Linked DNA regions of Bicyclus anynana: region 1 is linked to region 2. A link is a contact called in public Hi-C data. All regions are on one chromosome and are shown on one strand. Each heading gives the region's core, a stretch centred on a gene start, on an enhancer-like site or on the middle of the called end of the contact. The rest is flanking DNA. Distances are from core to core; before and after follow the strand shown.

Region 1 (6,867 bases), core at 2,939-5,438, 92 kb after region 2:
CTAATTTGATTTGTTAAAATATACCGCATAAGTTCGAGTCGGACTCGCCTACCGAGGGTTCATTATCTTTAATAGTTCCCAAAAAAAGACTCAGTATAGTGTAACTACCTCGTTGGACCAGCGGTTAGCCTATATAATTTCGGATGACGAGGTCCTGTGTTCGATTCCTCGGTTGGGCTGAGATACCTACTGAGTTAATGTCTTGAAAGCCGTGATAGTCTAGTGGATATGACCTCTGCCTCCCATTCCGGAGGGTGTGAGTTCAGATCTGGTTCGGGGCATGCACCTCCAACTTTTCAGTTGTGTGCATTTTAAAAAATTAAATATCACGTGTCTCAAGCGTTCTTAATTCTCTGCGTATGTGAAGTTTGCCAATGCGCATTGGGCCAGCGTGGAGGACTATTGGCCTAACCCTTCTCATTTTCAGAGGAGACTCAGGCTCAGCAGTGAAGCGAATATGGGTTGATAATGATGACGATGAGGAACCGTTAATGAATTTAACATTACCATCCTACGCCCAATCCGCATCAGAGCAGATAATCTAAGCTCTATATCCCCTCTATGTGGATGAAGGCCTGGCCCTGTGGTAGGCCGTCAAAAATAGTCAGCTAATATAGTGTAATACTAATACCGCCGTGCGAGTAATCGCTGGAAGCACTCGCCTACGCAGCGCGCGCTCGCGGCGGCGGAGAAATGCCTCGACCTTGTTACTTGACCTACTGCCGACGTCGCGGCCGAGCACCGGCACAGGCGCGCCGAGAGCGCACAGCTTGCGAGTAGCTACTGGCTGCGATACTTGTATAGCCCTATACGTCGGTTGATGTTCAGTAAACCTACTGATATTGAATACTAGTAGAGGCCGCGCAGTTTCACCCGCGTGTTTCCCATTCCCGTAAGATTACAGGGATAAAGATATATCAGTAAACACCTTACGGTTCTAGGTATAACCGACCATCCTCTGTGCAGAGCATGCATGGGGGTAGAGGAAACCCCGATACATGTTATGCTTAGATGCAGAGGTTTATCTGAACAACGCGCAGATCCCCAGCAACACTCCAAGAAGCGTTCGGCGACCTGGGCGACTTGCTAAGCTTCTGGAGCGAGCTCGGCTGGCTGGAGTGACTCCAGCGGGGACCAGCACCAAAAGGACCTACGTACAATGGCCAACCCTAGTAGCCATGTGCGGAAAACGCCCGGGAAAAAGAAGAAGAAGAAGGGATATAATATCTTCCTTCCTTCCTCGATATGTGGGCTATCTAACACAGAAAGAATTTTTCAAATCGGACCAGTAGTTCCTGAGATTGGCGCGTTCAATCAAACCAACAAACTCTTCAGCTTTATAATATTAATATAGATATAGCTTGGAAATGAAATGCACTATAAGGGATGATTTATCTTAAACTGGGCCGTACCGTGTAGGCAGGGACGTTCGTAACTACCACCGTATATGCCATATCAATTATACGGGGCCCTCGGCTTCTTACGTGTCAAAAAATTGGACTGCACTACTGTCGTCATCATTAACAACCAATATTCGGCTCAATGATGAGCACGAGTCTCCTTTCTGAATGTGATGGGTTAGGCTAATCGTCCAACAAACTGGCCTAAAGCGGATTGGCAGACATCGCAGACAGAATTCAGAAAATTCTTAGGTATGCAGGTTTCCTCACGATGTTTTTCCTTTACCCTTTGAGACGCGTGATATTTAATTTCTTATAACTGAAAAGTTGGAGGTGCATGCCACGGCCCGGATTCGAATCTACTCACTCGGAATCATAGGCTGAGGTCATACCACTAGGTTATAACAGCTCACATTGTATCCACTCCTAATACAATCTTCAACACTATTTGGAGAATGTTTTTTTTTATATAATAAGCTCGCGATTGACCACAATCTCACCTGATGGTAAGTGTAGATGTAGCCTAGCAACCTTAATAACAGTGGTCACATTAAAAAATACCAAAATTCTTGAAAAAATCTTGAAAAACCTTATTAAAAAGCACAACCTAACACAAAACATGAACTTATCTCATTAGCCATTATATCCATCTGCATAATATTAACTGCACGCCCCCCCCCCCCCCCCCCGGCTCTCAACCTGGCGGCACACTTCTATGGCACACATTCCCAAATCTACCGGATTGTAGCCTAGATTTTTCGGAAAACGATACACACGAATCTGAACCTTAAAATGTTCACTATAAAGTTTAATCGTAATGTAAGGAATGACAAGACAAAATATCGTATAGTCGTACAATTTTAAAGTCGAAAGTGGAATAATCGTCAAAACTTTAGCACGACAGTTCATGCACGTTTTTGTGTATTAAATACTAGCAAACGACTGCGTGGAAAATCCTTACACTTAATAAAAAAAAATGTTATGCCTCTTGCCTTCAAAGCAAGTCTTCATTCCTATCTAAGAAACCTTTTACAATACAACTCTAACAACTGCAAACTAATTTTGCAATGTAAAACTGCAATAACTACTAAACGGATTTGAAGAAATTTTGCAGTAGTAATAAATACATCCTAATATAAGAAGATAATTTACAAATAATATATGTAGGTACCATACTTACACTAAATAAAACAACATATTATTTTCTTCATTTATTTTATGATTAGAATAGCATTATTGAACCCAACACCATATTTAAAAAAAAAAAAACAAAATACATCTAAAACCTAAGCGTGCGAAACTAAAAAGCGATCAATAGATCACCCCTTTTTTACCACCCTTAGGAACATTTTTATCTATCTAATAAAAAAATAATTAATTAAGTATCAAAGTCTAAATTATCAAAGTCAACGATTTAGAAAGTTATACAAAGTTATCCGTAGTCTTACATTACAATGTATGAGTTGAGAAATAATCATCCCGTTTTGGTTGGAATTTCTTTTTTTTTCCAACCAACTTCGGGGGATTTAATTAAAAAAAGAATTATTATCAAAATCAGACCACTGTCACACTGTGTGTTTCATGGAACATACATTATTACACAACTTAATCATCATTTAAAATTAGTTTATTTAAACAGCAAACTGAAAATAAATTTACTTTGAAATAATTTATAAAACATGGACAAATATATTTTATTTGTAATATTATTGATGTAGGGTCTCGAGTAAGATTAAGCTTCTCCTGTCAGGTTACCGGATGAAAATATTTTATTTAATTAAACATTTTATTTAATAAGTTTTAAATTTATATTTCATAGTTGGCATTCTAGTTCACAATTATTCAAAATTATTTGCTAAAATGCTTTGTTTTACAAACTAAAATGACAAATATTTTATGATTTTTTTTATATTTTAATTCAGTCTAAGAACTGGAATAGAGATGTAGAGGATTAAACCAAAAGGTGTTGGGTTCGATACCCGCCTGTTAGACTCTTGTCCTACCCATTCTTAGAATTTGATTTTTGATTGGTCGGTGTGTAAAGAGCAAATATTAGTGGCTTTTAATAATAAAAACGCAAAGCTAATATTTTTTAACTAAAAGAAAAAAATACGATGTGTGATGTAGGTAGTAAGACAGTGTTAATCAGACAGGCTACTCGTATATCACTGAAAAGTGATTCACAGTATTATTCATAAAATATAACAAAAATGATTTATTAAGTACCTAATTCATTAATTCACTTGAGAAGATATGTATTGTAAATGAATAGGTACATTATTTGAATTGATTATTTTGTAAGTCTTAATATAAAAATATAATAAACAAAAGTAATTTTATTTCGCATTTACGAAATGTATAATAATAAAAAAAACCTTCTTGTATTAACACAATCCGGCTATCGATAATTGTCAACGATAATATTATAATAACATTAATTCTGTCTATAGTCAAATATCTATGAAACAAAACTAAAAAAAATTGTATCACTTGATACTAATCAATCACTTATAATTATCATGATCTTTCTTGATAGAACTAATAACGCCACCTATCGGCTACTTTGAACATCATAATTGGCACAATTGATAGACATGACTAATAAAATAATTATTAACTACAACAATTATTGATATGTGAATATTAATAATTGTTTTAGTTAACGGCCATAATCAGGCATATTGATCAGCCTATCAATTAGGGCTTGCCATTGCGGAGCGAGCGGTTCGTGTACTCTGTAGCTGGCGCTGTCGCTGAGGGCGGACGGCGCGGACGCGGCCACGTAGTAGTCGCTGGTGACGTCACGAGATGGCGCTAGCTGCGCGCGGCGGGAACGAATGCTTTGCATCATAGATGTCGATCTCAAGCGTTCTGTAAATAAAATATACGAAGAGTCGAAGAATAATTTAACAATAACAAACTCTGAGAGATTTTATTATCTATTAATTACTATGTTACATTTAATTTTAGGCTTCCCACAGACGCACCATAATATTGTCAATTAAGTAGGGTAACGTTAACGTTGCCTGAAGTCGTACCATCAAGTCACAGATTGAAGAAGCGTTAGCTTTTAGAATTGTCTGTTCTATGATCTAAGTAAACTACACCAATATTTTAGAGATTTAGAGAGCGGGTAAATGATAATCCTAGTCAACTGTAGATGGTACTGCACCTGATTTTCAATTGGTCACCCCAGAGTATGATCAAGATCTACTTTACACTCATAATTTGGTATAGTTATCTGCATATTATTAGGAGCAAATATGAGAGGCGCCATAATTGGATCTCGCTTCGTTTAAAAATTTACTTCGGGCCGGCGCTGCTTACGGCTACGAGTATTATGTGCGAGAGGCAGTAACGTGCCGATGCCGACAGTCGTTCAGCGTACCTTCGTCAGAGGCGAGCGGGCAGTACTTGAGCGTGTGCGCGGCGTCCCCGTGCGCGCCGCAGCGGCTGCACACCAGGCGGCGCAGCACAGTAACGTGCCGACAGTCGTTCAGCGTACCTTCGTCAGAGGCGAGCGGGCAGTACTTGAGCGTGTGCGCGGCGTCCCCGTGCGCGCCGCAGCGGCTGCACACCAGGCGGCGCAGCACAGTAACGTGCCGACAGTCGTTCAGCGTACCTTCGTCAGAGGCGAGCGGGCAGTACTTGAGCGTGTGCGCGGCGTCCCCGTGCGCGCCGCAGCGGCTGCACACCAGGCGGCGCAGCACCGGGCAAACCAGCTTGCCTCTCCAGCGCAGCCGGTGCGAGCGCCAGTAGGCATCTTCCTCGCCATTCTTTTTGCAGAAGCGGCACTCTACCGGCTGCAAAGTTTTAGGAATGAGTAAACTGGATTAATGAACAGAGCAGCACTTATATAGGATGTGTTAGTTGCGTGCTCCGCGAAGTAGAGGTCTGTATAGGGCCTTGGTTTTTGACATGCCATCCGTCAATGATACAACTTGGTCCTCGCTTGCATATTACAGGGGTGCGGGGTGACAGAGGGCTGGAGAAAGATGCGGTTTGCAACACCAGAGCCTCAAGATGAATGAAACACGCCTGCCGCCAGCTCACTCCGCCGTCCCTTGTAACCTAATGAAGAAAAACTCTTCGTTTCGTTATCACTTCAGAAGGACTCTATTGGATTGCACTAACTATGACAAACTTAATTACTTAATCAATTATTCTGTTCCAAAACTATAACAGTGGACCTAATTTTCTAAACGTTTAAGAATGATCTCAGTTAAATAGCACGTAAACTAAAATAGGTACGGTTTATTATCTTTGTTATGTAGCTTTGTTTCGACCTGAAGAGTTGCTACTGAAATCACATCAGGCACATGACCTTTGCCATAAGTTGATAGGCAATGTATTTTAAGACGTATTTATAAAATCATGTATATGATTTTGTTAAATAGTCGACGGTTATCTACTTTATCCGTTTCACCATTAGTATAAAAAATAAAAATGTAAATGTCAATGCTTAATGGTCTTCGTCTCGCTTGTAAATGTAACTTTACCTAGTTATATAAGTAAGATATATTTTTTTATTATAGCTTACATATTTTCAATATTGACAAAATTATTGACAGTGTGCAGGCAGCCTTAGAGCACTTAGAGCGTTTACGCACTGCATGTGATCTTAATCTGTGAACAGTGGCGTAGCGTGCCTTGGATGGGCCCTGTAATTTAAAATTAGTTGGTGCCCAAATAAAGGGTAAAAATTTCTCGTAATTGAAACAAAAATGATAGCTTTAGAAAGACTCACTTCTACAGGCTTGCGCGCAGCTTCCAGCGCCAGGCGCCGCCACTCGCCCATCAGACTCAACAAGTAGTCCAGCGCCTCGTTGGGCAGCGACTGCAGCACGCGCAGCTGATCTGCAGTTATCCCGTACGTGGCCACTTCCTCCGCCCGCCCTGACACAACAGCCTCATTGGAACAAGGTTCTTCTTTGCAGCTTTGTAGGAGACTAAACTAGACTTAAGAGTGTGCAATATGTAATTTGGTGGTTACAAATGGTTCTGGATCTCAGATTCTGAAAAAGTTAGGAGCCTGATATTCGGGTAAATGATATTTCAAAGTGTTAGCTTCGTTATGACTATACAAAATACACAATTTGTAAAACTTTTCTCGATAGTTTATTTTTTTGAAAAATACATGTTTTGCTCACATTTTGCTTTCAATCTCAGGAAAAGCAAACTTATTTTCTTAAATTTTTGTTTTGTATAGAAAATTAGGTATATATCTTGAACATGGCCATTTTCTTTTTTGTTATGTTGTTTAATTTACTTGCAATTAGGTAAAAATGGTTTTGGCGCTCACGTCATAAAATTTGCGTCGCGCATTAATCGCTCCGTGCTTTACACTCACGTGAAAGTCATATTTCGGCTTCGAATTTTATCCATATCGTACCGACGCACTGCGCGCTCTTAAGAAATCTATACCCTCATATAAAACAAATGTATCAAAATTTATTTAAGTACTAGC
Region 2 (7,183 bases), core at 2,582-5,081:
TGTCTTGGAGGGGACCTGTATCAAAATTAGTTTTTTGGCTCAATGGACGAACGGTAAATCCCGAAAAATTTCTTTAGTTTTTGATTTACCACTTTTGATCTTTCACCACAAAGTAAAATTGGTATCAAAATATTTATTGTAAGATACTCGTACTACTTAAGATGTAATATTATTTTTTAGTTTTTTCCGGGAAGCACCAGAATACGTGATATTGTGGATAACATTTTACTAACTTTTGCTTTCACACGTAAGGAGCCCCTGTAGGAGGCCCCGTGTCATTGATACGGCTGATACGGCGGTAGCTACGTCCCTGGTAGAGGCACAAGTTTATTATACCCAAAGTCAGGTAGTATCTACTCCTTAGCTTAACGTCACATTTAATATAAGTATTCTGCCGAGTGGGTGTGGTTACCAGTAGGAAGCCACGTTATTTGTGTCAAAGGCTATATCTCCGTATTCTCCCGAGAACGGGAACTACGCGAGTGGAATGGTGGGGCGACGGTTAGTTAGGTATATTCATAAGCAAGTAGTTGTAGACGGATGGCGACCCCGCAGTGAGCAGTGTTGGTAGATCCCTCACTACGTGGACTGACAACAAACGGGATCCAGGGAGCTGCTTTATGCAGGCGGCTCGAGGCCATACTGGTGGATAATTCTTACAGAAAGATGTCCAAAAGGGGACATCCATTGCTTGGATACGGTTTCTACGGTGTGACGTACCTATCAATGATCTTTTACAAACAATAAATAGTATCAAATTACCAGGTAATGGTTTCTACGATATGACGTACCTACAAATTAACATCTTGTACAAACAAAAAATAGTACCAAAGTACCAATACAGCGTATCTATCGTGTATAAAACTAAAAACCACCGTTAACACTGTTCGTAGGGGTGAAAGGGTGCGAACAACCGAAACAACATCTGTTACAGTCAGAACCAGTAACTACTAATTTCACTTGTTAAGTCACTTTTGCTATTCGTTCAGTAGCGTGTCACCAAACGACATATCTATTGCAGCGTAGATAATTAAATACAAACTATTATTGCTTTATTTCTATTACAATGTATTGAAATAAAGTTCATAATTAATTAACAAGACCCCTAATTACCGAGAGCTTTGTTATTTTGGACCTTATTTGAACAATAAATTCATAGTAACAAATGCTCTACGCCGTATGACGCTGTACATTCTTTGACTTTGTGCCAGCTCTAGACTGTAGGGCAAGCTCAAAGGTGTTTATGGGGCTTTAATATAAAAATAGGGCTAGAAAGCGCAGTGTTGGTCGACCTCCCACCAGGTGGACTGATGACATCAAGCAAAGTCGCAGGGATTCGTTGGATGCACGTGGCTCAGGATCGTGTTTGGAAGTTCCTACAAAAGGGCTATACGAGTATACTGCAGTGGACGTCCATTGGCTAATATGATGATATTAACTACCTATTCTTTTTAGTTTTACGACCTATGAATCCAGTAATTTTAAACAATTTACGGTATTTAAAGTCAAGAATGCGATTTCTTTTCAATAAATACCTAATTGTAATATACAGCAGTTAAGGCACTACCAAAATAATAATTTACGAATCGATATCGATACACAATAAAATTGCAGATGCTAATTTATTTTTGACAAAATAATTACACACCTTTGTATCTTTTTCCTTATCCGACCTGATCATATGAAAGACCCTTCGGTGCCGAGGTTCAGGGAAGGTCCTCGGGTCAACGAACTGCAAGGCCATGACAGCAGAATGCCCGCCATTATTCAGAATAATTGAAAACAAATTACCTGCTGCAATTTTCGAGAAATCGACCGTCGTCTGTTATTTTATAATCGGAGTTACTTTTTTTATTTATTTATTTATAGCATTCATGTACCTACTTATACTACATATACTAAAACACAGGTAGTCTTAATATTAATAGTATGGTTACATAAGGCCCTGTCAGGGCGTTGCTAATGCTTAATATAATTTCTATTCACACAATATACAAGGTTAAACTAAATTCAGGTAACATTTAAATTACATTGATTATAAATGTTATTATAACTAAGATTTAGGTAATCATATTTCGTTGTAGTTAATAATTTGTTGTAGTTATCATATTTAGTACTTTATCTCTGTATCTTTAAATTAAATACAACAAAGATCACATGATCATACATTATGATTAGTCTATTTTAATAGTTATAACAGGGACAGATATAGGAAAACGTATGGAGCTTAGACCCATTACCACGCTTCAGTGCGGGTTAGCGAACTTAGGTGATAATGTTTTATGGTTAAGTTAAGCTCAACCATAATTAGTTAAATAAAATATTTAACTAAATATTTAACATAATTAGTTAATAAATATTTTATTTAATTATGGTTGAGCTTTAGCTTCAAGGGCGCATGTAGTTTCACCAGCAACCCTGTCCTTCAAATCAGAACACGTCCCTAAATCGGCTGGGCGCCTGAAATTAATATGACGGTAATATCTACTTCCTCTTATAAGACCAGGGGCAATAACTACCACCATGTCAGCCATATCAATTATACGGGGCCCCTTACATGTGAAAGCAAAAATTGGTAAAATGTAATACACAACTTCACTTCAAAATCATATAAAAACTGCCCATCATTAGAGTTTCACTTCAAAAATGACAAAAGTCTAAAAAGCAATATTTTTCCCGGCTTAAGCGAGCGCCCAAAAAAATTAAAGATCCTACATTAGTTAAGCCACTGTTATATTTATTTCAAGCAAGCATTTTATTTCTTTTTTGAGAAACTTTACTCTGGACTAACTAACTTTCTCAACTAATTTTAATACAGGGCCCCTTCAAGGCACGCTACGCCTCTGGCTCCGACATAGAAAAAAACTACTCTAATGAATGGAAGGTTAGTTGTATGACATTATTTCAAATATGTATCGGTGTATATGGTGTAAATATCACGATGAAGTTTTTCTATTTCATTAGAAGTTATTTGCTGAACTCCCGCTAACTTCTAAACTCGAATGAAAGTGGGACGTGACTCCCTTAAGGAGTGGAAAAGTTTTTCTTTGTCGGAAAATGTATACTCTATGCTTAGCACTAACTCAAGGTAATGAGGTTTATATTGACTTTAATTTTAAAACTTATACGGTATACACCAGTGATCTGAATTGCTACATTTTTGCAAACTTTTATTTATTTATTGCATAATTAACAGAAATTAGCTCAAATCACACTGAGTAAATAAAGACATAGACATAATATAAATTTAAAAATGGCCACTTGAACCGAACTGTTGATAACAAACTGTTTGTAAGGGACTGCTGTATGCAGGCAGCTCAACACAAGAATGTTTGGATTTCTCTAAGAGGCCTATGTCTAGCAGAGGCCGATTATAACTTAAGATAGTTTAAGCACAAAACAATGGGTAGGTTTTATATAATATGAGATTACCAATTAAAATACAATCCTTTTTTAAACCAATTCGAAAAGCGCCATCTGTTGTGAAAATAAAGAATCAACATTAACACCTATTAGCGCCATCTGGTCTATAACGTTCGAACTTCTAAGCTTGTATCACAGGTTAGTGTGTATAACAGTCACGTTATATCGTAATACGAAAAAATGACAATAGATGTCACTGTTATATTAATTCTACTTCCAGTATTTTTTAAAACATTTCGTAGCCATCAAATTCGTCGGATCCACATGAAGTTCAGTAGAAAATCCATCGTAGTCATTTGATAGTAATCGTTATAAAGTTATAATACATTATCACCCTTCACCCTGCATTGGGACAGTGCGTTGAGCTTAAACACGAAATCCCTTGCCATTGCCATAAGCCTGGAGGACCTAAGAGAACATAGGCTTATCAATATATACGCTCTGACCTATAAGCTGGGTGTCCTGACCCTGCAGTACACCCTTAAAACAGACTAAGTAATTAAGTGTTAATTTTATTCTTTACAAGTTAACCTTTGACTACAATCTCACCTGATGGTAAGAGATGATGCAATCTAAGATGGAAATGGGCTAAATTAGTGGGCTGTTAGGAGGAGGATGAAAATCCACACTCTTTTCAGTTTCTACACGACATCGTACCGAAACGCTAAATCGTTTGGCGGTACGTCTTTGTCGGTATGGTGGTAACTGGCCTCGGCCGAAAGCCTCCCACCAGCCAGACCTGGACCAATTTAGAAAACCTCAAGATGAAGTATGAAGAAATATAACGCGTAAAAACTACATACAACTACTACTACGTGGTACATAATATACTTATAGGTACCTACTATAAAAAAGGACGGCGTGTCTATAAGTTTTGATGCTTGACTTCGCTGCAGTCATCGCAGGATACAGGCTTATTAGTCAAGGTGAACAATATTTTATTCTACATAAAATAAGTATTCCTCAGTAAAGGCAAATAAATCTAAATCGGACAAGTGCATGGCTGACAGGTTGTACAATAGAGTTAGACAAAGGACTCACAAAAATAAGACGGTAGCAGTTTATGGAGGTAAATATTTTGGTTTGTTAGTTGTTCGCACACAGTATGGGGTATGAGATTTATAGTTTTTATATCTCGACGATTTCTTGTGCAAGGTAGGTAGGTTCCTGTAGCTTGGGCAATTGTTTAGTAGTCAAAATACGGAACAAATGGATGTAAGGTGTGACGAGAGATAATAGCTCAGTAGGTTGTTGAAGGTGATCTGTCAGTTGAGCTTTTGGGAGACAATAGTGCCGCTTGGTAGCAGTAATAAGCAAGGCGGTGGCAGGTAGCTTTTCTAGTTAACCATAGCACGAAATCATGTAGGTATGTAATAAGGAAGTAGGTAACTAAATAGGCGAAGTAAAATCTTCACCTTGTATCCATATGTATTGAAATGTCTCGTTGGTCTAGTGCTTAGCCTGTGGGGCTTCAGAACACGAGGGCTGGGTTCTGGGCTGGTCTTGGGTCAGGAAATATAGAACATTTCTTACTTCCAAGAGATGCTTGGTAAAAATTCTGCTGAAATAGTAGAGATCATTCATTATCACCGACTTCTGATAGTGACTGTTACCGTGTCAAATATTATCCTCTAAGCCTCTAAGCCCACCAGCTTTCAATTAAGCAACGTCTTGGGTCCAAGCACCATGTCCTGCCTTAAAACACCAGGTCCTCAGGTCCTGTACTGTACCGTTAAAAATAGGCTGATGATAAAAACAAAGAAAAAACTACTACTCATATTAAAAGCCTTTCATAATCGTCTAGAGCCTAATTCAATACTTAGATATTTGAATAATTTCATTATTATGATCATATTTTTCGCTTTCTTGCAGCAAACTTTAATCGCTTACATTCTCTTCGTTAATGGACTTAACATTTACATACAATCAATTATCGCAAATTGACGCAAACATTCCCAATTACAGAGTCACGTATCGACCTCCTCGCACTAAATCATCCCTTGTAGTTGCGTCCCCTTTCGTCGCTACGTCTTGTTTACTATTGTCTGCGAGGTGTGACGAAAGCCCGCCCACGTCCATATTGTCAGCCAATAGCTTTTTTATGTGTCGCAGTTTTACACACAATTCGGTTTTTACACTAATGTCTAGTTTTTAAAGTGCTTCAGCGTTTCATTCTTCATGTAAGGTTCATGATTCTAATAAAATTCATTAAGTTGTTAAAGGTTAAAGGTATCGGATACATGATTGATTCTAGTATCCAAAGAGAACTTGCATTTGTTTACAAATAATAGGTGCCCTGTTTTTTCAGGTATTTCAGAAAATATCAAAATTAATTAGTTATACCTTCATAAGCTTCCGCAAAGTAACTACTTCTATACAACATACAACATATTCATATTACAGAAAAAGTTATTTAAAACTAAGTGAATAAAATGTAATTCACGGAAATATACGTCGTATGATAATTTTCCTTCACTAGCTACCATTAATGTAATTTATGTAATCTTATATATAAATGTTAAAGGACTCATCATGAAATTCCCACAATCGCTTGATGTACAAAGACGACGAAATTTGGCAGGGAGGTATCTTATAGTTACCGCTAAGAACGTATTTTGCGATAGGGCCGGATTAAGGAGGTCAAAGGGCGGACAAAGTCCGCGTCCGCTAGTAATTTTTTAATTTAATTACAATACATAGGTACTATGGAGCTGTTAGAGTCTGTTCGTCGTGATATTTAAATGGCTAAGTATTTTGATTTTGATTTCTAGTTATTTTATGAAATCCCTGAGTCAACAATAAATCTGCAGCGCTTGCTAACATTGTGCAAAGAAGTAGGTCGATTGTTCCGCTGTAGAGGTAAAAACTGAAGCTTACAATCCGTTGTTAGAATTAGAAGCACCTTCCCTTTGTCAGTGTCGGCTACCGAAACTTGGACAAAAACTATTTTTTTGTTTGCTATGCGTTCCAATAAATAAATAGATGTCGCCTGCCATTTGGAATTACTATTATTTTGTAACCTGTACAAGTTTGTGCAATTATCTATTTGTTGACCTCTTTGGTGCATTAACAAAAGAGAGTTCCTGGGTTTCGATTTCTATGTCGGATCAGTAGTCGCTTGAGTAGGGACCTCGGTATCGCAAGCGGCTACAGTGGGGGTTCTGGCTGCTAATAATATGCGACACAGGGATAATAGCAGCCTAGAGTGACTATACGTAGTAGTAGCAGCACTAATTTGTCACTCTTAGTCCTTAGACGAGCACAAGAGGCATAGTGCAACGGAGGCACCGGCGAGTTTAAGTTGGGTCCCGGAGCCTAACAAATTGCGCTGAGGGTGGCAACGGAGAGAGTTTTAGTGGTAAGTCCCACATAATCCATCTTCTCCCCCAAGAGTCGGATATCTCAGAAAGAGATTTCCCCCCGGGACCAAAAAAAAGGTCGAATCAAGTTGGTCGTGGCTAGTTACCGTCTGGTAAATGTATACCAATTGCTTTATTGGTGCAGTGGTTAGCCTATCGTGAGGCCTTAGGTCGGGCTATGAAACATTTAGTGTTACTTTATTTCTAAGAAGGCAGTGGAGCCTAAGCATTAAACAGTCAAAACATTATCATCCTATCTTAGACAGCTTAACTTAACATCAAGTGAGATAGCCATCTTAACTTGATGCGGAATATAAAAAATCAATCATCATTATCAACCTTTTATAACGGCCCGCTACATGGCTTTTTCTCTCTTTTAATAAAAGAGGAGACAATAATAT

The links. Hi-C and Micro-C count contacts between places; a contact is called where the count stands out from the background.
Region 1: a contact with region 2 is called in a Hi-C map of whole body, with 4 times the contacts expected there. The contact joins two enhancer-like sites. A contact is called at or near these places in 2 of 2 Hi-C or Micro-C datasets (whole body and whole larva).

What each region holds. Positions count from the first base shown.
Region 1 is chr4:527,258-534,124 of ilBicAnyn1.1, forward strand. LOC112048945 reads right to left here. Exons shown (of 7, transcript XM_024086655.2): 5 at 6,148-6,296; 6 at 5,023-5,203; 7 at 2,599-4,271. The coding sequence ends at 4,060. Among protein-coding and RNA genes, the nearest start is that of LOC112048945, 7.7 kb to the right of the region's middle. Within about 2 kb of position 4,189, at least 8 of the 8 cell types and tissues checked have open chromatin away from gene starts, as enhancers often do.
Region 2 is chr4:435,835-443,017 of ilBicAnyn1.1, forward strand. No RefSeq gene overlaps it. Among protein-coding and RNA genes, the nearest start is that of LOC112048933, 18 kb to the right of the region's middle. Within about 2 kb of position 3,832, at least 8 of the 8 cell types and tissues checked have open chromatin away from gene starts, as enhancers often do.